Regions from separate parts of the Mus musculus genome. Here regions 2, 3, 4 and 5 are each linked to region 1. Evidence: chromatin contacts called from public HiCAR-type, HiChIP or PLAC-seq and promoter capture Hi-C data. All regions are on one chromosome and are shown on one strand. Each heading gives the region's core, a stretch centred on a gene start, on an enhancer-like site or on the middle of the called end of the contact. The rest is flanking DNA. Distances are from core to core; before and after follow the strand shown. Region 1 holds the start of Smarcb1 (SWI/SNF related, matrix associated, actin dependent regulator of chromatin, subfamily b, member 1). Region 2 holds the start of Lrrc3 (leucine rich repeat containing 3). Region 3 holds the start of Sumo3 (small ubiquitin-like modifier 3). Region 4 holds the start of Pttg1ip (pituitary tumor-transforming 1 interacting protein). Region 5 holds the start of Adarb1 (adenosine deaminase, RNA-specific, B1).

Evidence for each region. Promoter capture Hi-C pulls out the DNA fragments that hold promoters and counts their contacts. HiCAR-type assays count read pairs that join an accessible place to other places. HiChIP or PLAC-seq counts read pairs in DNA pulled down with a chosen protein or histone mark.
Region 2: a contact with region 1 is called in a promoter capture Hi-C map of liver, with 2.9 times the contacts expected there. The contact joins the promoter of Lrrc3 here to the promoter of Smarcb1 in region 1. A contact is called at or near these places in 2 of 39 promoter capture datasets (both in liver) and 1 of 9 other capture datasets (liver).
Region 3: an H3K27ac HiChIP or PLAC-seq map of microglia shows a contact between it and region 1, with 8 times the contacts expected there. The contact joins the promoter of Sumo3 here to the promoter of Smarcb1 in region 1. A contact is called at or near these places in 4 of 39 promoter capture datasets (the C10 cell line, liver and pre-B cells) and 1 of 115 datasets of contacts at active chromatin or transcription factors (microglia).
Region 4: a contact with region 1 is called in a HiCAR-type map of astrocytes, with 4 times the contacts expected there. The contact joins the promoter of Pttg1ip here to the promoter of Smarcb1 in region 1. A contact is called at or near these places in 2 of 39 promoter capture datasets (both in liver) and 1 of 115 datasets of contacts at active chromatin or transcription factors (astrocytes).
Region 5: a contact with region 1 is called in a promoter capture Hi-C map of liver, with 6 times the contacts expected there. The contact joins the promoter of Adarb1 here to the promoter of Smarcb1 in region 1. A contact is called at or near these places in 2 of 39 promoter capture datasets (liver and pre-B cells) and 1 of 115 datasets of contacts at active chromatin or transcription factors (pancreatic cancer cells).

What each region holds. Positions count from the first base shown.
Region 1 is chr10:75,919,359-75,923,831 of GRCm38.p6, reverse strand. Smarcb1 (SWI/SNF related, matrix associated, actin dependent regulator of chromatin, subfamily b, member 1) reads left to right here and starts at 2,218. Exons shown (of 9, transcript NM_011418.2): 1 at 2,218-2,529. The coding sequence starts at 2,437. It overlaps Mmp11 (matrix metallopeptidase 11), which reads left to right. Exons shown (of 8, transcript NM_008606.3): 8 at 1-610.
Region 2 is chr10:77,900,382-77,904,854 of GRCm38.p6, reverse strand. It overlaps Lrrc3 (leucine rich repeat containing 3), which reads left to right and starts at 2,319. Exons shown (of 2, transcript NM_145152.4): 1 at 2,319-2,456; 2 at 3,123-4,473. The coding sequence starts at 3,255. The coding sequence ends at 4,028.
Region 3 is chr10:77,603,434-77,607,906 of GRCm38.p6, reverse strand. It overlaps Sumo3 (small ubiquitin-like modifier 3), which reads right to left and starts at 1,810. Exons shown (of 4, transcript NM_019929.4): 1 at 1,566-1,810. The coding sequence starts at 1,586.
Region 4 is chr10:77,579,389-77,583,861 of GRCm38.p6, reverse strand. Pttg1ip (pituitary tumor-transforming 1 interacting protein) reads right to left here and starts at 2,207. Exons shown (of 6, transcript NM_145925.3): 1 at 1,935-2,207. The coding sequence starts at 2,040.
Region 5 is chr10:77,415,737-77,420,209 of GRCm38.p6, reverse strand. Adarb1 (adenosine deaminase, RNA-specific, B1) reads left to right here and starts at 1,937. Exons shown (of 11, transcript NM_001024837.2): 1 at 1,937-2,115. Gm17769 (predicted gene, 17769) reads right to left here and starts at 1,834. Exons shown (of 1, transcript NR_027377.1): 1 at 1-1,834.

The DNA.
Region 1 (4,473 bases), core at 969-3,468:
TGTTTGTAGGAACGACCATGCTGGTCATGGTCACCTGCCAACAATTGTCTCAGACTAGGCAAAGGCTTTGGTGTTACTTAAAAATAAGGGAGGTTTTGGGCTGGCAATATTTCAGCTACCAATAATCCACAGTCAGCCTGGTTGCCCAAGGTCTCCATCTCTGTCCCTCAAAGTAGAACCCCCACACAAACTCAGGAATCACCTGCAATGAGGTTCCTGTTGGGAGTGGTGTTGGTAATGAGATGCCCAGGGTACCATGCTGCCCCTGCTAAGCAACTGGACCAGTATCTTTCCTGGTAAGTCAGCTCTGGAGAGATAGTGAACTGATCATATTCTGGCAGGTGATTCAGACAAGTGCTTCCTGGAACTCAGGCCAAAAGGTACACAGCCAGCCAAGGAGGCAGCTGCTTCCTCCCAGAGACACGGAACCTCAAAGGCCCCACATACCTCACAGCCTTGCCCCAGGCCATTTCTTTCTGGGGCCCTCTTCCTAGCACAGGTACCCTCTAAGCCATGTACATGTGTATACAGTGTATAAAGACTTTTTTAAAAAAACAAAAAACAAAACCCAAAAAAGCCAAGACTGTCATTAAACATGAGTGTTTTCTAAGCGCCTGTCTGTTTTTCTTTGCAATTTGCAGTCAAGATTTGGGAGTAAGGGTTAGAGCCTTTGTGCCCCAAGACTGTTTCCCTGGGGCTAGGACCCATATTTAGAGTCTCTCCTGTCCCATTCCTGAACAAATAGAGGTATACCCACAGTGGCTTTCTAACTGACTGGCTGTCTCAGCAAAAGCAGTATCATTTTATCAGATCATGCCTAACTACTGGGGGTGGGAGCTGAGGGAGGCATGGTCTCATTATACATCCCTGACTGTCCTGGGACCCACAGAGGTCTGCCTGCCTATGACTCTGGAGTTCTGGGATTAAAAGTGTGAGCCACCCCTGGCCCTTAACCCTCTGGTTCCCATGGCTGTGAGATCAGTGGGCAAACTCCTGGTTACCACAGCCTTTCCTAGTTCTTTAACATCTCCTTCATCATGACCCCAGTCACAATTGCAGTCTCATTAGACTGACCCTTATGAAGCTGGCCACTGTTTGTCCTGCTGCTTTCAGAGAAGTGTTTGTATTTTGCACATCCCACCATGCCCCCACCTCCCCTACACTAGGTTGTTAGTCCCTTTGCTCCCATACACAATGTCACTTTTACTTTAATGTTCTGTGGAATACATATTTTATGTATCTAAGGAAAATCTAGAAAGCACAAATGAGAGAAAACGTATTTGTCTTTCTGAGACTGGCCTGATTTGTTTAATATGATATCTTAGTTGCATCCATTTTCCTGAAAACAATGTAATTTCACTTTTGTGGCTGAAAAACAAAAAACACATGTACACACATTTCACACTCTTTTTTGTTTTCTGGGACAGAGTTGCTCAACATATCCCTGACTGTCTTGGAACTGAAGCTAAAAGCTTGCACCACCACACCCAGCCTAGACTACATTTTCTTCATCCATTCCTCTATTGTTGAATAGCTACCTAGGCTAGGCTATAACTTAAGCTCCTGTAATAGTGCTACAATAAACATTAAACATTTTGGAGTCACGGCTCTGTTCAACAGGGGGTGGACTGCTTGGACACGTTCCAGAAGCACTGTCTTCTCTCGGGGCTGTTATGCCCCAAGGCGGGCAGAGGCACAGACCAGGGCTGGGCTTGTGGGCACCAAGCTTGCAGAGGTAAGGAAGGAATGCAAGTGCCTCCTCCCGTTCATCTGGCACATCACCTAGATCTTTGAATAGTACCAACCTCCATCCAGTATTGTCATTCTTCCCATCCCTACTGCCTCGGGAACTGCTGTTGGCCTGGAGTGGATAGCTAGCTATTCCTAACGCACTTTCGGGTGGAAAACCTGAGGCGCTAGCGTGGGGTCGCCATGCCCACCCAGCTTCCCTCGGGCTTCCAGATAGAGCGGTCCTTCTCCTCGCTTAACGTCTCATTTTTTTCCTTCATCCCGGGGCGGAGTGCCAGCTCTGGCTATGCGACTAGGAAAGCTACCGCCTGAGTCAGGGCCTCAGTGGCTATTTCGGTCGCTGAGAGGTTTTCCTCCTTACCCGCCCAGGGAGGAAGCCTAGGAAGCAAAAAAGAACTCGGGTCCCTTTAAGGGCTTGCGGGAACGCGCTCGGCCTTGAGTCGCGCAGGCTGCGGCGCGCACGTTAGCGTCAGCTTCTCCACGCATGCGCACCGAGGGCGGCCTGCTCGTTGCAGAGACGGCCAAGGAGCCCAGTAGTGACACGAGCGCTCGCCCGGTTCGCCCGGCTTGCCCTGCCCGACCTTCACCTCCAGGCCTCCGTTCCTTTCGGTCCGACGCGCCTCGGCCCCGCCCTAGCCCACCGGATTCTTTCCAGCTCGACCCCGGCTGCCGGTTTCCCCCGCCGCCATGATGATGATGGCGTTGAGCAAGACCTTCGGGCAGAAGCCCGTCAAGTTTCAGCTGGAGGACGACGGGGAGTTCTACATGATCGGCTCCGAGGTAGCCCGCGGCGCGTTCTCGGCTTCCCGGGCAGCGGCTGGCCGGCTCGAGTCCCGGGGCGGGCTAGTGCTCCCCGAGAGCGCGCCTCCATTCATCGCGGAGGCGGGCGCGTGCTCGCAGCTGGGGCGTGGCCTGGTGGGCGTGGCCGGTCCCGCCTGGACCGTCCTGGGTTTTCTTTACCCACTTAACGTTGTTCAGACCCTAAGCATCTGTCCTAGCTTAGAGCGTCGAGCCGGTACACTCTAGGCAGATGGGGAAAGGATGTTCGGGAAGCCCCTGGGCGCTTGGAAGTGGAGGTGCAACACTGCCCTTGAACCCTTTGGCAGCTCTCGTGCACCCCACTGCCCCGGTCTCGAAATCTCTACTTGTAAGCCCGAAGCTTAGGAAAGCCTCTTCCCCTTTGTGTTGTTGCTTGCGAGGTGGACTGCAGAGAGCTTTTATGATGTTTAGAAAGTGATTGGACATGTTTGCTTTTGAGTGGATTGAGGCCCTGAGGTCGGAAGCACTAACGTTTTGGAGATCAGTGAACTAATTTTGAGTTTTTATAGGGGATAAATCTGAAGGGTCGCTAACCCAGAACCCAGAGCTAGAAGAGACAGCTTCTGTGCAGTCAGGTGGACAGGGTTCCTTAGGATCGCACCTGTGCGCCAGCCACTACCCTTTTCACAGGGGTCGCATATCAAAGATCCTGCATATTAGGTATTTACATTATGATTCGTAACTGTAGCAAAAATTAGAGTTATGAAGTAGCAACGAAAAAAGTTTATGGTGGAGGGGGTCATTACAACATGAGAAACTGTATTAAAGGGTCACAGCATTAGGAAGGTTGAGAACCACAACCTTAGAAAATCCCTTCAATTAACCCTAGAGACCAGCCAAATCTTTGTGTTTTTTTGTTTTTTTTGTTTTTCTTTTCTTTTTCTTCTTCGAGACAGTTTCTCTGTGTAGCCCTGGCTGTCCTGGAACTCACTCTGTAGACCAGGCTGGCAGAAATGTGCCTGCCTCTGCCTCCTGAGTGCTGGGATTAAAGGCGTGTGCCACCACTGCTCAGCTGAAATTTCTTTCTTTCTACCTTTTTTTTTTTTTTTTTTTTTTTTGGTGCAGATTGTCTATCTCAAACTAACTTCATTCCATCTAAGGGCAACCCCCAACCAGTTTATGTCTCTCCTCCCCTCCTCTCTTTCTTTCTTCCTTCCTTTTCTTTTCTTTTCTTTTCTTTTCGATTTATTTATTTATTTATTTATTTTATGTCTATGAGTACACTGTAGCGGTCTTCAGACACCCCAGAAGAGAGCATCAAATCTCATTACAGGTGGTTGTGAGCCACCACGTGGTTGCTGGGAATTGAACTCGGGACCTTCAGAAAAGCAGTCAGTGCTTTTAACTGGTGAGCCATCTCACCAGCCCCATCCCCCCTTCTTTTTGAGACAAGATCTCATCGTGTAACTGGCTGCCTTGTAGCTCCACTTTGTAGACCTGGCACTTGAACTCACAGAAATCCTCCTGCCTCTGAGTGCCAGGATCAAAGCACTTGGTGTCACTACACCCAGTTTATGTGGCTTATTTTTTTTTCTTTCTTTCTTACTCTTTTTTTGTTTGTTTGTTTATTAAGTGCACTGGGCTGCACCTTTAATCTGAACACTCAGGAGGCAGAAGTAGAGGGTGATTTTGAGTCCAGCCTGGCCTACGTAGTGAGATCTTGTCTTGAAAGGAATAATAATAACAAAAAGATAAAATTCAGATGTGTGAATGTCATCCAGTAGACATGTAACATGTGTAAAGAGGTAAGTGCCCACCCTGGAGAGCTAATGGCATTTCAGACTGCCAGCCGTTACCTCTGGCAGCTATTCAGTGACATACACTCCATTTTATTAGTGTGTCGGTTGAATCAGGTTGTGAGACCAATGTTGTCAGAAACATCCAGACTTAGAGTTTCCGTTTTCA
Region 2 (4,473 bases), core at 1,070-3,569, 2.0 Mb before region 1:
AAAGCCGCTGACACCAAAACTGTTGTTCTGAGTTGATCGATACATATCTCTCCCAAACTGTCAGAGAGGAAGCACAGGGCACGGGAGGGGTCCTGCGTGAGAACAGTGACAGTCACATTCATGGACACTGAAAGCCTTACAGGGGTGTCTTATGAATGCTTTTATGCTGACCACTGCAGTAGCTTGGGGAGGGGGGGAACAGAAACTTTCTTGAGTGATACAAAACATAAAGCTAAGGGGGAAAATTCGGCACTTGTAAACACGTTAAATAATTCAGCTACCATACAAAGATAATAACATCAAAACTAAGTTGCTTTTATCCCCCAGCACAGGCCAACTTAACACTTGAAGACTAGTTGCTATAATCCAATGGTAACAGACTTACAAAAACAAAACAAAACAAAACAAAACAAAACAAAAAAACCAACTAGGGCTGAGAGATAGCTCAAGGGTTAAGAGTACTGACTGCTCTTCCAGAGGTCCTGAGTTCAATTCCGAGCAATCACATGGGGGTTCACAACCATCTGTAATGGGATCCGATGTCCTCTTCTGGTGTGTCTGAAGATGGCTACATTAAATAAATAATTATATATACATATACATAATCCAACAGCCACTTCTAACTATATATATATATATATATATAATATATATATATATATATATATATATATATATATTCTCAGCAACTAGAGATGCTCCTCTCAACAACAGACCGAATGAACTGTTTACCATGTCTCACATTACTTACCCAGATCAACTCCAAACCAAGACTCAAACGCAGATCGTTACATCCATAAGACCCTGTGGCTTTTTCCCTAAGACAAAGACAACTTACGTAAGATACCTCAAAATCATTTTCCACCAGAGAAAGAAGATCGCTGAGTTAGATTCTCTCAAAATTAAAAAAAAAAAAAAAAAAGAAGAAGAAGAAGAAAGAAAGAAACCAACTGTGGGGAAAACTGTCAAGAGAATAGAAAGACAGTTCACACAGACCAAGAAACAATATTTACAAATTATGCATCTGATAAGGAGGGTGTTTCCAGAGAACTCTCACAACTCAAAATTAAAGAAAACAAACGACTCATCGAAAAGCAGAGAAACGGAGCAGACAGGAAACAAAGAAGAACACACCATAAGCCTCTGGAGTGACACAGACCCGTATTACAGCTCAAGCCACCGTTCCACACCCAGAGTGTTAGAGCCACGGGCCCACCAGGAGCTGTTGGCTATGTGCCTGTGTTGTCAGTGGGGTGTAATAAGGAGCCTACCCTGCTCCAGACACTGCCATTCAGGGTATGCACCCAAGGCTGCTGCACAACGCTCCCATGGCCCTTCCGTTAGAGTCCCAGATTAAAACCCAGCCGGAGCCGAACAGGTTACAGTATAGAAACTGGCACAGTGGACCTAGGGAGCCACTCAGCGTGGTGAACCACGAAATAAGGAGGCGGAAAGATAAAATGATAGGAGGCCATTTATGGAAGTCGTGGGAAACGCAGACTCCACGGAGGAAGACAGGTGACAAAGGAAGACTGGGGTCCTCCTGAGGCCGGTGGTGATAGGTTCCCGGCTGAGGATCAGGTCCTGCGTCGACGCTCCCATTTGCCTTTCTATGGTGACCTTAGACCTGAGACTTGGGGTGAGGGGCGTCAGTCATGCGGTGGGGCTGCTCAGGGCGGGGCTTGGCCACGTGGCACGCCCACGGACCCTTCCCTTACCAATGCCCTAGAAAGCCGGTACCTAAACCCGCCCACGCCCCTACAGGCCCCGCCCACATCCCGCCCCAGTCAGTGCAGTTTACATATCAGGCCCCGCCCCTCACATAAACCTCGCCCATAACCCTGTGCACCCCTCCTTGGGCTCCCCCCTCGGTGTTCGCCCCGTAGGATTTTATGAACTCTGTTTAGCTCTTTCTTACGCAGGCCCCAGCCCCTACCCAGCCCCTCACCTATCTGACCCTTCCCCTTAAGGCCTTGGCCCTCCTCAAATAGGACCCTCCCCTCCCCAGCCCCTCTTCCCCGCCTCTCGCACGGGACAGCCCTTTAGAGACCCCGCCCCTCAGCACACAGACCACGCCCTTACCTGGCCCCTCCCACCCACAACATGCTAAGCCCCGTCCCCCAAAGCACAGAACACCAAGGTCCCTTACTAGGACCCCTTTTCACCGGCGCCGTCCTTATCGCAAGGCCCCTCTCCACCTATTCCTCCCCTCCCAAAACCCTCTCAAGGCCCCGCCCAACACACAAACCCCGCCCCTCTGGCCTCAGCCCCACCCTGCCCCTCCTCTTGCCGGCCCCTCCCCTATAGCAAAGGCCCCCGCCCCTCCCGCCATGGCTTGCCCGCCTCCCTTCTTTACTGGCCGCTCGGTGGGCACGGGGCGGGTCGCCGCGGCGCCGGGAGGACTCTGGTCAGGCTCCGGGAAGCTCGGAAGGCGCTGAGCAGCGGCGGCCGCTCAGGTAAAGCCCCCATCCGCCCGCGTGGCCTCCCACCCGCGGAGCTCCACTGTCCCTGCTTTGCCGCCCTGCTCTCTGCTGCCGCTCCCTGCCCAGCCGGGCCGCACGCAGGGGGCTGCTTTTTCTCTCCGGTGTCTCCAGCGCCTCAGGCATGAAGCTTCTGCTTCAGGGTGCGCGGCGAGCTTTATTGATGACCGCGATCTTTAAGGTGTCACAGGTAGCCGAGTGCTTGGGGACAAACTGGTGAACGCGGCCACTTGCCCCGCCCGACCTGGCTCGCACAGATCGAGAGGGAAGACCTCCGCCAGCACGCGCCTAGAGCTGGGGGATGGGGAAGAGATGGATCCTTGGGCCTCCGCCCAGACTTGTGTCCCCAGCTATGGGTGGGTGACCAGAGGCTAGGACAGGGTTCTGTAACTGCCTAGCTAGGGCCAGTCTCCAGCCATCGGTCAGCCCTAGATGTCTTACTTAGCTGGGAGGTGCCTTCTCTGGGTGGCCTTGGGAATCTTCTAGAGTAAGTTACAAAGCAGGTATGTTTGATAGCCCGGAGCCCTGCCTCAAACCTGATATGCCTACGATTCCTTTCCTCCCTGATCCCGTCCTCCCAAATTGAATTGAAATGTGCAGTGGCGGTCACCCTCAGCTCCCTTTCCTCTTTTTTTCTTGTAGAACTGAGATCACTAGGCTCTTCAGCAGGCGAAGACACAAGAGTTTGTGTTGGATGACTGCCTGCAACGTGAGGAAGGACAGTCGCTTGCACATCCCAGTGGAGAAGAGCTACCTGGGTCAGGTGGAGGCAACATGGGCCCCAGGGGCAGGCAGAGCCCCTCAGCCACACTGGCCCCCTCCCAGGGGTCTTGCTTCTTCATCCTCTTCTGCTTACGGTTAGGTGCCTCCTGCCCACAGGCCTGCCAGTGCCCTGACCATGCTGGGGCCGTGGCTGTCCATTGCAGCTCAAGAGGGCTGCAGGAGATCCCTAGGGACATCCCAGCCGACACGGTGCTTCTGAAACTAGACGCCAACAGAATCTCCCGAGTCCCCAATGGAGCCTTCCAACACCTGCCTCAGCTGAGGGAGCTGGACCTGTCCCATAATGCCATTGAGGCCATTGGGCCAGCAGCCTTCTCAGGTCTGGCTGGGGGCCTGCGGCTGCTGGACTTATCCCACAATCGCATCCGAAGAATTCCAAAGGACGCCCTGGGCAAGTTGAGTGCCAAGATCCGCCTGTCCCACAATCCACTGCACTGTGAGTGTGCCCTGCAGGAGGCCCTGTGGGAACTAAAGCTGGACCCGGACTCCGTGGATGAAATTGCCTGCCACACCTCAGCGCAGGAGCAGTTTGTGGGCAAGCCGCTGATCCAGGTCCTGGACTCAGGTGCCAGCTTCTGCAGTACCCACCGGAAGACCACCGATGTCGCCATGCTGGTCACCATGTTCGGCTGGTTTACCATGGTGATTGCCTACGTAGTGTACTACGTACGCCACAACCAGGAGGATGCCAGACGACACCTGGAGTACCTGAAGTCCCTGCCTAGTGCTCCAGTCTCCAAGGAGCCTCTTAGCCCTGTGCCCTAGCACCCACCTCCGGTGGGCCACTGAGCCTGGCTACCCTGTCTTTCTGCAGCAGGTGGAGGTGATGGTGCTCTTGTGTCCCCAGGGAGGTGCATTGCAGCTGTTCAGCCCAAAAAAGCACTTTCATAGTTGGTATTTGGTCCCTGCAGCCACTGCCTAACACTGTAGCGGGGGGAGGGGGGTTTGCCCATCTTAATGGGTAGGTAAATGGAGGTCGAGAGAAACGGAACTCCTTGCCAAGGCTGGCTTCAGCTGCCACTTAAACCCAGGCTGTTTGTGGTATAGGTCTGTGAGCCGTCTGATCTGCCAACCTCCCTTTCCCACACCATGCTGTGGGAAGTAAATACTTGTGCACGCAAGGATGGGGGCCCTGGCAGGGAGGATGGCGCCAGCAGTTTTGCCACCGGGGAATGGCTCATTTCTGTTTACCCCTGCTCTCCCAGTACAT
Region 3 (4,473 bases), core at 561-3,060, 1.7 Mb before region 1:
CACCTTGAGGCATCATCCCTTCCCCTTCCCCTGCCCACTCACTCCCAGGACACCAGTGACACAGCAGCACTGTCCACAGAGCTTGCCCCCTTCTCCAAAGGGTGGCATCCAATATGAGAAAAAGTAAAGTCCGCTAGTGAGAAGCATGAATCACTCCAGGTCCCAAGATGCTGACTTCTAACCCGGTTCCCGAAAGGATGTGTGTGTTCAAAAACAGAGACAGAGGTGAAAGGCCTCAGGCTTGCTTCCCTCCAACGGAAGGATGCCTGGCTGGGCTCTGGCCTGGAGTTCTCTAATTAGCAAGTAAATACAGAAGAAGGAGGGCTTACTCAGCACACTGACTGCCAACACCTGACACCCGGGAGCTCCTGGGTATAGGTGGAGGCCAGCATGAGCTACACAGGGAAACATTCAGGAGACAGAAACAGGAAGATCTCTTTTGAGTTTGAAGTCAGCCTGGTCTTAAACTCCAGGACAGCTTGGACCACAAAGGAACCTTGTCTAAAAAAAAAGGGGGGGGGGCCGCTGTGGGGGTGTGGAGAGAGTAAGTAACTCACTGGTAGAGCATCTGCCTAGTGGACAACAGCCCCTGGGCTGCGTCACCAAAATATAACATATAACCCTCTGTCTCCACTAACCCGAGGCAGAAGGCATGGCCACTCCAGTACACACCAGGCATTCACTTCCTGCCTAACCGCACCAAAAGGTTACAACTCTTGTTGTAGTTACCAGCTACAAAATATAATAAAGTAAGTTGTCTACTCTTGGCACAGGGCGAACAGGTGCTCATTCAATATCCGGGATGGTGCAGGCAGGACCCAAGGCTGAGCTGAAATTAAAGGTAAGGACCTCGCAGGCAAGATATTTCTGGGCTCGGCTGCTGAGCATGGTACCATGGCATTAGTCCAGATGCTTGCCCTGCTCCTGGGGTCTCTCACCTGAGCCAACACAGTGGTCATCTCCAGGCCAGTCAAGAGCACAGAATGCCAGGCTCCAACGTTTATCTCCCGTTGGATAAAACTGCCCCCAGCAGGGCAGGTGAGTGTGGGAAAACTGTTCAATTTGAAATGGGCAACCCTGGCCTTCCCACGCACCAACTGCCGAGACCACGGCGATGGAGTGGAAGGGCATGCGGCCGGGCGAACATTGGAAGCCCGGAGCGGCCAGCCTTGCTCTTACTCCGGTGCAGCTCTCACGAGCGCCCGCTGAGCCTCACGCGCAGCACCACGCGTGCAACTGTGCGCACGGCACGCGAAAGGATGGCCGCGTCAGGGAGTGAGGCCCTTGCGAACCAAGAACCAGCACCCAAGTTCCGGGTTCTCGAGCCGTGGGCGGGGCTACACCCGGGGCGGGGCTACCCCGGAGGCGGAGCCTTGGTGTGGCGGGAGGCACAGCCGGGGGTGGGGCTAGCGCGCTGCCCGGGGCGGAGTGCAATGCTGGTGGGGGAGGGGCGCGGGTCGGTGGGGGAGGGGCGCTGAGGCTCGGGCGCGGCCCCGCGGGCCCTTTTTGCGCGCGGCCCGGCCTGCGTTCCGCGGAATCTGCTGCGGCTTGCGTACCGGGCTTACCTTGGGCTTCTCTTCCGACATGGTTGCGCAGCGACGGCGGCGGCAAGCGCAGCGGGAACCGGTGGCACTGGAGCGGGCGAGTCACGCTCTCTGCCCCGCCGCTCTCCCGCCGCAACTGTCGCGGGGCCGCGCTTTATCCCTAAATCCCGGCGCGCTGGTTGGTCGCGCGGAGTCACGTGGTCGGGCGCGTGCACGAGGCGCGCGCCCCGCGCCGCGGGTGCGCGCTGGCCAGCCGCGATTCAGGACGGTTGCGAATGCGTCACGGGGCGGGTCAGGCGCCCGGGTGCGCGCAGAGCCCCGGGGACGCGCGACTCAAGGTCCTAGGCCCAGAGACCCCGGATGTGGGTGCAAGACTGCGCGTCCACGCAGGGAGGCACGGGAGGAGTGGGGGCGCTGTGTGCTAGGTCAGGACCCAGAGGAACGTTTTGGCCCAACCAGTAGCCTCTTCACCACCCACATTTGGGGACTTTTTCTTATATGCAGGCTGCATTTGGGTAAGAGAGGGCAAAGAAACTCAGGCTAACCCTTTCAGGTGGTCCGGAAGACGAATAAGGAGGTTACCAGGCATGGTTTATGGACCACACACTCCTGGAACAGGCCTCTGGCCTTTAATTTGAATGTCACAGGAGGGCTCATGTCTAGAAAAGGCATCCTTTGAGGACACAGAGGATGGCTTCTGTTGGCCCAGAAAGCCAGCACATGCTCCCATTTCATCTTTTTTCATTTGATTTCCTGGATGGGGTGGACCAGCCTCCACAAGGGCCATTCCCAAGATGGCTCTCCAGAAGGACAAGCTCTTCCCCTTCATTCTCACTATCTAGCTGCCTTTCTCCCTCCTTACGTAGTCCCAAAGTAACCACTAGGTGGCTTGGGTGGGTGAGAGTGACAGGCACAGAAAGCTTCCCTTCTGACCTACCATTTGCTGTTTCTGGAATGCTATTGTGGACACTAATAACCCATTTTACACAGCACACCAAGATGCCTAGAAGTTTAATAACATGCCCAAGGAGTCAACTAGATAAGCAAAACAAGGGAAGCTTGAGCTGGAAGATCCATCGGGAGCCCTGGCTAAGGGGTCAAGAGTGTCCTTTCCTTGTATCTTGGCGTGAGTTTTTAGAATGCAGCCCACAGGCCCTCTGTGTCTGTCTGCTAACACCTGCAAATCAGGCCAGTCAGGGCTGACACAGTCACCCACAGTCGTCTCAGGAAGGTGTTGATTGGCCGTGTTCCAGGACCACACAGCAGCCTCCAGAGAAGTGGCGCTCTGTTTGACAGAAGTATGTTTCTGTTCCAAGGAAGGGCCAGCAGACAAGTATCCCCACTTCCTGGTAATACTGCAAAGCTACTAAGCCAAGTGTCTGTGAAGCCAACCTTTTTTAGCCTTTCCCCTGTACACATGACCTTTCTTCGAGAAGTTTGTCAAGGTCTTCCACAAGGACGCATTTGGAACTCATCCCACACCCAGACCAGACCAAGGTATGGATTTTCCTCAAATACAGATCATGGTCATCCTTAGCTGAACATATCTCTGGAATGTCCAGCTCAGACTGTGTAACTGGGAGACAGGACTCCAGAAACCAGGCTGACTGAAGCAGTTGTTGGAGATCAGAGCACACCTTCCCTCCACTATTAGCTGTGAGTGACTCGGGGCAGGCAGTGTTCAGACCACAGTGTACCACCAGCTCTAAGATGCCAAGCATTATAAAGTGTTGTATTAACAGTTTATAGGATACAAGAATCAAACCTGAGGGTCTGTGGCTGAGGGCATCTGTTACCAAGTGATCGGAGAACAACACGTGCAGCACAGGATGGATGAACTCGGCACCTACGTGAGCTGCAGCAAGAAACAGCCACACTGCGATCCATTCACACCATATGATGACCCATTCACACACTGAAAGCCTACCATTATGCAAAGTGAACAACCGGTAACAGGAAGATGCTCACTCGTGTGTATTTCAAAGCCTGTTCTTAAGATATGTGTATGTCTATGTCTATGTCTATGTGTATATGTAAACAGAACACTCCGTTTTCCCAAAGGACCTGAGTTTGGATCTCAGCGCCCCTTCTCCAGGACGTCTGGCACCCTCTTCTGGCCTCTATAGGTACTGCACTCACACACACCTACCCATACACAGAACACATACACACACCTTTTTTTTTTTAATGTTGTAAGGAGGCCCCTTGGGCATGGATGAGACCTTAGCATGACTTTGGTTACCTGAGAAGAGTGGCTTGCCTTGCATGGGGCATCCCAGCCTGCCTTCATACAGCAGACCCAGACACCCCATAATAAGCTGAGGTTCCACACACACCTAGTCACACACTCTTCCAAGGAGACAGCTGAGGATCAAGAACAGCATCCAGAGAAGATGAAGAGAGGGCCCTGGCTGAGGAACTTCCCAAGGGAAATCAAGGGACTCTGGGGTCTCAGGGAAAGAGAGGGACGGGAAGAAGCAGAGGCCCTGCTGAATCAGTACAAGTGTGTATCCACCTGACCAGAATCCCGGATCAGTGCAAGTATGTATCAGAATCTCAAGGAAAGAAAATGGAACAAAGAGACACAACCTAAGACATTTCCCGAGACTAAGCAAATATGTTCATGTTTCTTACAGACTTAAATAAATGGCTCTACAAATGGAGCATGCTTTCAAGTACCAAAAAGCCAGAGAAGGTTGGCTCAGAGGAACTCCCTGTAAGGATGGATTCTAAAGGTTCCTTGCAGTGAAGGATGTCCTGGTCCTGTTGCCTCCCATAGCTGCACGGACACCAGAGAGGCAGAGGCTGGAAGATCGCGAGTTTGGAGGAGACTCCTTATCTCAAGCTAGCTATTTTAAATTTTTTTCATAAAGATTCCAGGTAGCTAGCAACAAGGAGACTTTCTCTGAGGAAAGGAAAGTCAAGAAAG
Region 4 (4,473 bases), core at 958-3,457, 1.7 Mb before region 1:
CACTGGAGATAGGAACAATGTCCTTGTGGTTTCTCAATGCTGATCACGGATGTCCTGACTCTGAGGCACTGTGGCTTAGAGTTCAGTTTAGAATAGCTATTTACTCATTATTAAAGAACTTTCAGACTCATTTAATAACTAAATGGAAAGGCAATAAATAGTGACTCGCTTCTGAGTGGGTCCTTGACGTTTCGGGTGAGTCGACTCAGGTCCTCAGGACAAAAAGACACACCTACATGTGGGAAAGGAATAATTGTGGAAACTAAGGAAGTGAACCTTACTCATTGTAAACCTATGAAACATGCTGCCATCTCCTGTGCCCCCAAGTGAAATGAACTTGAAAGGGCTTAAGAGTGCCCACTCTGGTGACAGAATTCAGAACTCAGAGGACATCTCGAATGTCATGTTGGGAGTACACTTGCTTGACAAAGTAGTCCTCAACACTGCACTGTTTGAGAAAAGGAGGGGCAGGACACCCCAAAAGGCATGTATGCAGTATTGAATAATACAGTTCACTAAGGCAGGTTCCTCAGGGACAGAGGGAGGGGAACTGCAGATTCCTCTACAAACTGGGGTGTTCAGTAAGGACCCACTACTTGGAGACCTGCACCAGCCATCACTGTGTCTTAGTGTTCCTAACACCACTGCAGCCCTTTTAGGGACTGTTTTCCCAAGATGAAGCTCAGAGACAGTGACTCCACACGCCATTAGTAGAGGGTCCAAAAGCCCTGTCAAAGTGTCCTCAATGTCGCAAATTTCACTCTACGGATCTATAATCTACTACAGGTTCTGTGAAGCACACAAAAAATATTTAAAGGGTGAGTTTTGCCAGGCAGGGCAAATGCTTTATGGTCAGCATTTGAGAGGCAGAGGCAGGCAGACACCTTTAAGTTCAAAACCAAGCTGGGCGTGGTGGCACACGCCTTTAATCCCAGCACTAGGGAGGCAGAGGCAGGCGGATCTCTGAGTTCAAGGCCAGCCTGGTCTACAGAGTGAGTTCCAGGACAGCCAGGGCTACACAGAGACACACTGTCTCGAAAAAACAAACAAAAAAGTTCAAAACCAGCCTGAACCCAGTCTCAAACAACAAAAAAAGGCGAGTTTTGGGATACAGGATACGGTAATGTAAATTTATGCAAATTCCTTGTAAAGACTAGCCGTTTTAAACATCAGCTATCTCCCTATAGAATGTCAAGGAGTAGAATCCTTACACCTAACACGTGGTGGTTGGTAACAGGTGAAGGTTCGTGCCCCCCCCCCTCCCCCCAGTATCGCAGCAGACACCCTTGAGACACTGGGAAGGGTCCTGGGTCTCCACAGGCTCCCCAACACTCTGCCTGGCATAAAGTCCTTACTGGAGAATCTAGCCCCAAGTTCCCCGGGGCGGCCAGGGTCAGCTCCTTTAGTCACCCTCACCAAGGTAGCAGGAGTGAGGCAGTCCCAGACCGGTCCTAGGCATACCTGGGAGCAGATAAGAAACTTAAACAGAGAGACGCGACAACTGGCAAAAGGTCACAAAGAGAAAACACACCGTGACAGGCTAGAGTGTAAAGACACCTTGAGAGAGCCTGAGCTAACAAAAATACTCTCTTGCAGCGCCTCATCAACTCTAGCGAGCGTACAAAGGTCAAAGTTGACCAAGCCTCAGTCTTGGACACAACTTGTCAGCTCCCTGATTCCCCTCAAACAAAAACAGTGCTGGAATGCAGATGGTCCCCGAGATGCTAAGCAGGTGCCGAGGCGTCGGTTCCGACTAGCCGAGTCTTTCGTGCCTCAGGGCACGACGTTAACTTCCAGCAGAGGCTGGCTGCCTTACCCAGCTTCAAGGGAGGGCGTGAGCGCAGAGGCAGCCAAGCCCGCGGGCTGGACTCCGCCCTGGATCCGACCCGGCCGCCCTCCTCCTACTCCTCGGCCCCTAGGCCCACGGGCCTTACCCACTCTCGGAGGTTCCTGCGCGGAGGCTCCGGACAGAAGCAACAGCAGCACGGCACCGAGGAGCATCACCCAGTGCGGCGTCAGCCCAAGGTTAGCAGGCGCCATGGTGAGTGCGTCGTCGGCGGGGACCTCAGGCGACTCAACTCCAACGCCGAGCTAGGATGTTTCCACAGTAAGCGCTCCGCCTCCGTAAGCTAGCCAGACGGGCGGAGCTTGCGAGTGCGCAGCCGCTGGCTCCGCCCCCTGACCTCCGCCCGCCTACGGGCGCAGCTGAGGCTTAGCACGCCTGCGCGCTGCTGGAACTGCGGGGAGGGAGCAATAACCGGAGCGTCAGAGCAGCGCGCGTGCGTAGTAGACTACTAGGCTGGGCAGTGGACAGCGAAGCTTTGCCACTTGCTCTGGAATGGAGCTGCTGGACTCTGAGGCGGGTTCTGAGGCTCAGCTGCTCTGCCTAACACAACTGCTCTGTAGCCGCCAACCCTTGGAAACCTCTGCCAGTCCTGTTAATTCTCTGCCAGAGCCGTATGCGTGTCCAGAGGGCAGGTTTTGTGGATTTACGTTAAAACAGCATCCAAGCTGTCTCGAACTTGTTACTGAAAGGCGTTTAAATCACTGAGGGAATGTGGAGGGTGTAGCTTAGATGGTAGAATTGCTTGCCTGGCAACCAATGCATGCACAAAGCCTCCGAGTTCCATCCTCAGAACCTCACAAATGAGTCGTGATAACACACACCTATCATCTCAGCACTTGGGGGTGGAGCATTGGAAGGATCAGAAGTTCAAGGTCTTCCTTAACCAATGAGACCCTGACTCAAAGAAAACAAAACAAATCCTTATTGATAGTGACTGGGGACGCAAACTTGAAGACACAGGAGCTTTGAGTAAGAGGGTACCTTCCCTGCTTGATTGTGCATGAACCAGAGACCTAGATAGCCAGACACCAAAAAGATCAATGCGGGACTCTGGATCCCAAGTTTCTCGACTCATTAAAGACCCAGACTCCAGTAGGAGTAAGCAAAATAGGATACAAGCTTGAGCCCACCAGCTTTATGTCCATTTGATACAAGCTAGTTATGACTGTAAGTGTTGCAACTCTGAAGGGAAAGGCTTGAAGCGTTCCAGCTCCACTCCTGGTGCTGCGGCAGAAGGTTTTCCCAAAGGAAGTATAACAGTTCTGCTGCAGGAGGGGGTTCCCATGGAAAGTGTCACAGGTCTGCTCTGCAGAGGAAGACTTCTCCAGCCAAAGTGTAACAATTCTGCTTTGCCAGAGGGAGGCTTTCCCCAGTGAAAGCGTTACAGCTTTACTTCGGCCAGGCAGGTTTTCCCCAGCCAAGTTCTGTTCCGGGGAAAATGTTACAGCTCTGCTAGAGAGGCTTCCTGGCAATTGGGAGCCAAGGAATACCACAAAGTCACACGACACATGAGGCACACAAGAGATTTATGGAGAGGGAAAAAAAGCAAACAAACAACAGCAACAACAACAACAAAAACAGGAGGGCAGCTAATTCTGCTAGGGTGAAAAGCAGCAGAGAACGAAGCCAAAGGCAGAGCTTATATAGGATTTCTTGGGGGTGGGGCTTCCCGTGGAGATTTCCAGGATGAGGATTGGTGGGATTTCAATTCCTGAGCTTGGGAGGACTCAGGGTCTTTGTATCACTGAGCTGGTCCAGAGCAAGGGAAGTTTAGCAGGGCCCTGGTTAGTGCAGTGCGGGATCTGGGTGGGAAATGAGTGGGACAAAGGACACGCCCCCCTCCAGTTAGTGGTCAGAGTCTCTAAGGCAAGGTTTTGTGGCCATGTATCATTGGATTGGCCAGGGCAGGGGTTCTGGAAGATGCTTTATCTGCATATTCTGCATATTCATGGTTGTGGGGGTGAGGGAAACCTTATAAGGTCAAACAAGGAGTGAAGCCTGATAACTGTAAGGGTAATATGGTGAGGGAGCCAGCTTTCTGGTGCCAGGTTGGGAGTGGGGAGGTAGCCAATGCCTGCCATCCTTGTGTTTGAGGTATCTGAGGTTGAAGATCTCTTGACCCTTCCTCCGAAACCCTAAGCCATTATAGTTTCAGATTCAGGGATTAATGGATTTTCTAAGAGTGGGATGTAGGAGGCAGGATTGTAGGACATTTTCTTAATTAGTGATTGATGAAGAGCTCAGCTGGTTATGGTACCACTCCTGGGTGGTGGTCCTGGATTCTGTAATAAAAAGCAGTCAAGCTACCTAGGACCAAGCCAGTAAGTGGCACTCCTCCATGGCCTCTGTATTAGCTCCTATGCCAGATCTCTGCCCTGCATAAGTTCCTGTCCTGACTGCTTTCAAGGACAAACTGTTAGATGGAATTGTGAGTGACCAGAACTGAGACAGTGAGCAACCAGAGCACAGTGTGGCCATGATTGTTTAATTATGCATCCCCTCACTCTGCTCAAATTCCTCCTCCAGGAAACCTAAGCTAACCCAAAGATGGAATTGGGAACTGTGAACTTCTTTATTCTTGAGACCTTTTGATTGGCAGCACTAGTCTCATCAATTGGAGTAACAGG
Region 5 (4,473 bases), core at 688-3,187, 1.5 Mb before region 1:
GACTCCTGAACTACTGATATATATATATATATATCCCAATTCACATTTGTATGTGTTATGATTCCTAAGACTCCGCCATCAAGTCTTTCTGGTCACCAGTGATGGACCAGATTTCAGGTGGATCAACATCTTTCCTATAGATGGAATGATCTGTCCAGTTTCACAGCTATGTGTCATAGTGGGTTTGCAAAGTTCAAGTCCAACATACCTGCTCCTTACATTGAACTGCCTCCCAGTTATGCTATTTTCTGGCATCCTGACCTGTTCTACTTCCAGACTATGAAGATGAAGATATCTTTCTAGCCAATTAACCCATCCATGCATATGACACCACCAGACAGATACCTGGAGGCTGTCAAAATGTCATTTTCTAGCTTCTGTTTATGTGCTCTGTTATCTTCACTTCAAGCTAGTTTTTTTGGCAGTGTACACAGCAGAGAAAGAAGGTCATTCCACTTAATCCTGGTTGAGACCGCAGAGTTCTGTTTTTGCTGTAACAATCCACAATGAACCAAAGATCTATCAAAGCGACCATCTCAGATGAGCATACTTCCTTTGTCCAGATCTCTGTCTCTCATATGTACTTGTGTCAGATCAGCATCTTCAATTCAGTCAATGAGTCACAGGAACACAGGTGATGTGCACAGGGGATGAAAAGGCTGGAACTTGCTCTCTTGTGGCCAAACCACAGCCATTATGAGAAGCAACGAGAGCTAGCTTACTAACAGTAGGTAACACATGACATAAGGGAGTGAGGTCATCTATGAAGCAGAGATGAACCAAACCAGCTGAACACTGCATAAAAGCTGCTATTCATCAGACTTACAAACCATGACTTTAAGTTACTAAGTTCTGGGGTAGTGTGATACCTAGAAACAGACACATTTGTCCTTGTGCACATACTTGTATGTGAAGCTTGACATCCTGGTAGGTGTTCCAAGAGTGATGATCTCTACTTACTTGCCAACAAGTGCACCCGTAGGCACTGCCTGGTGCCCACCTTTTAGGCAGGCTGAAGAATTCATTGAGTGGCTAGCTGGTCCAAAGGACATGTTTTTGTGATGGAAGCAGATGTGGACCGGCTACAACACTACTCCTGTGGTCAGTTCATGCTTCCGATTCTGGACCTCTCCAGGCCCCGTTCTGGGCATAGCACCCCAGGTTAAGACAATCTGGCGAGGAACCACACAAGTTGTTGACCACATCTTGGATGCTCGACACAGTACTTTACCTACCTGCACTTGTCTTTTACTAGACCTTTTTCTTTTTAAACAAACGTGGAAACAGACAATGCAAGCACAAGACACATCTGGTATGCCTAAGAGGTGGCAGAGCCTGAACTTGACCCTGGGGTCTAGGTTAAAAACCGGCCATCATTTCTAGTGACCACCAGTAGACACCCTGCTTCACAAAATCATGTCCCTGCTCCTCTCCCTACTTATTTTCAAGGTCTACGGAGGTGGGTGTCAGTGGCCAGGGCCAGCTCTCAAAACTGGACGAAGGCCCAGGGACGATTCTTGCGGGATGCCAGGGTACCACGTACGGGGTGTAGTAGGTCTTCAAGCGGCGGTCACAGTCGCACTTCAGTGGCTTCGCTCTGATTTTCCCTGCCCCATTCCCAGATCCCACAGGATCTCTAGGATCCTTGGTCCCACCTGTCCCCTTAGGTCCCATCCGAGGCTCCTGCCCGCGAGTTCGAGAACCCCGCCCCCGTCGATCTTCTCGGTGCGTGTCGGAGGCTCCCTTCCGCTTCGAGTCTCCCTAGCGACGCACGACCTGTTTTGGTTCTAACCGCTAACCCTCGCAGTTCCCGCCGCCGCGAGCGAGTCCGGACGTCGGCTCCGGGCAGGAGGCGCGCACGTCAGCGTGGAGCGCTGGCTCCACCCCTGCAAGCGAGCACGCGCGCGCGGCTGCGGCGGCTGGGGCGGGGCGAGCCGAGGGGGCGGAGCCGCCGGCGCCGAGGCTAGAGGCAGAGGCTGAGGCAGCGGCTGAGGCTGAGGTGGCTGAGGCTGAGGCGGCGGCGAGGGGCTCCTAGCTGGGGCCGCGGGGCTAGCCGAGGCCGCCGCAGCGCCCAGAGCCAGACGCCGGCAGCCCGCGGGCGCAGCGTGAGCGGAGGTAAGGCGGCGGGGACGCGGGCGGCCGCGTTTATGTAAGCGCGGGGCAGGTGGCTGAGGCCGCGCAGCGCCGGCGGCCGCGGACCTGACCACCGACCCCAGACCCTATGGTGCGGGGCCCGGGCCCGCGGCGAGCTGCGGGGTCCCTGGCGCATCCCGGGCGGCGCGCGGAGGGCGGGCCGCGGTCCTCTTGGATGCGCTGCGCTGCAGGAGGAGGCTGCGCCCAGGACGGCTCGTCCGCTCCTGGAGGCGCCGCGTCCGCGTGGGATGCGCTGCGCCGCGGCGAGCCGACCGTGCGCCTCTCGGACAGGAGGTTGTGCCCGCGGAGAGGACCCTGTACTCCAGGGAGGGGACCTGTGCCCATCAGAGAGGAGACTGCGCCCGGGGAGGGGAATGGTGTACCGGGCGGAGGGGACCTGTGCTCCGGGGAGGGGACCCTGTACCCCGGGAAGGGACCTTTACCCAGCACAGGGGACACTGCACACCGGGAGGGGGACCTTGTGCCCTGCAGAAGGAAAGCTGCGTCCGGGGATGGGGACCCTGTATCCTAGAGAGGGGACCTGTGCCCTGCAAAAGGAAAGCTGCGCCCTGAGAAGAGACACCCTGTGTCACTCTGAATCTGTGTCCGGGGATGGGGACCCTGTGCCCTGCAGAAGGGACCATGTGCTTGGTAGAGGAAAGGTTGAGCTCTGTATTCTGCAGAAGGGACCAGTGCCTAGCAGAAGGGAGGCTAAGCTCAGGCTGGGGGGTGGGAACCCTGTGCTCTGAGGAGAGGAAGCTGCACCAGGGGATGGGGACTTTGTGCCCTGCAGAAGGGACCATGTGCTCCGCAGAGGCGAGACGGCGCCCAGAGGAAGGGCACAGGGAGGGAACCCTGTGCCCTGCAGAGTATACTCTGAACTCCGAGGAGGGAGACCCTAACCCTATATCCCACAGAGGGAAAGCTACGCCCAGTGAGAGCATCTTGTGTCCTGCAAAGGAGACACTGCGCTCCCACGGGGTGGACACCGTAACCTAGGTGAGGCAGGCTGCTTTTTTGGTGGTCCATGCCCCTTCCGAGGGCTCAGAGCCCACATGGGCGCCGAGCGCCTGGGAGACGAAGTTCCGAGTACCCAGCGCGAGTACCCAGCGCGTCTGCTGTTTGTGGGAGCCATCTGGGACATTAGGGGTTGGAGGTGAATTTTGACGCGCACACATAGGCAAGAGGAAAATCACTGTGTGGTGTCTGTGTGCAAGGGAAATGTCAGATGGGGCTGTGGACGCTAGACTAGTGGCGCCGGAGTCGCCTTTGGAGGACCAGAAAAGTGTTCCGTTCGGGATTTATGAGGGGGATATCCGCACTGGAGTGTCTGGTTGGAGGTCAGTGTTTTCACCTAGCAGGTTTGGGTTACTTCTGATGAGGGCATCCTTTTTTTTTTTCTTTTTTTGAAAATCATTTATTGTATTCCATTCTGGAAGTATAACGAAAAGAAGCCCGATAGCAAACTTGGTCTTTTTACTGGTAGGTGCGGTAATTAAGATGATCAAACATTAGTTTTTACTGAGAATAGGAATAATGTATTAACCCTCTTTGTTCCTTTGAAAGGAAGCTGCATTTTTCCAAACCTGTTTTTGTCTCAAGACAAAACTGTTTGTAAAAGCCAGCTGTTTTTGTTTTTTGTTTTTTCTTTCTCCGGGGATGGATGAAACTTCTTTACCCTTCTTCCTTGAGACAGTTCCCTGGAGGGAAAGAGAGAAAAAAAAGGAGGCAGAAGGTAGGTTGGGACAGCTCCTTTTGGAATGAGAGAATTAATGGTCCCTTGGTACAGGATCCTCCAAGGGGCAGATTCACAGCATGGGCCTCCACAACAGGAGCTTGATAAATAGTGGATGAGACACACTGGGCTGGGTGCTGTGATCCCACAGTGGTGGGGAGGTGGAGTCCACAGGCTTTGAAAGGAATGTGTTCTCCATGCCTGTTAGATGTCAAGGGGTTTCAGAAACTGGGCACACTCAGCTACTTCCACGTCAGCTGTGACGCTCCAGTTGGAAGGAGCAAAGGAGACCTTTCTGCAAGGACATTGTTGAAGAGAGAAACTGATGACGCGTATCTTCCATGATGTGTCCATTCAGTCATTGCTGGTAGGCCCAGACAGGAAGATTAGCTACCAAGAAATAACATCATCCTGAAAGCACATCTTGGCTCATAGGCAAATTCACTTCTTTGTAAGTTTATGTGCCGTAAAGCATTTAAACTGCTTTAGAATTTTTTGGAATAAAAAAAATCCTTTAAACCCATCTTGTCCAGTGAGTGAACAGTCTCTAACTGGTCACGTGCTAGACCTCCCCTCTGGAGCTACAGCGCTGACCTCCACAGCAC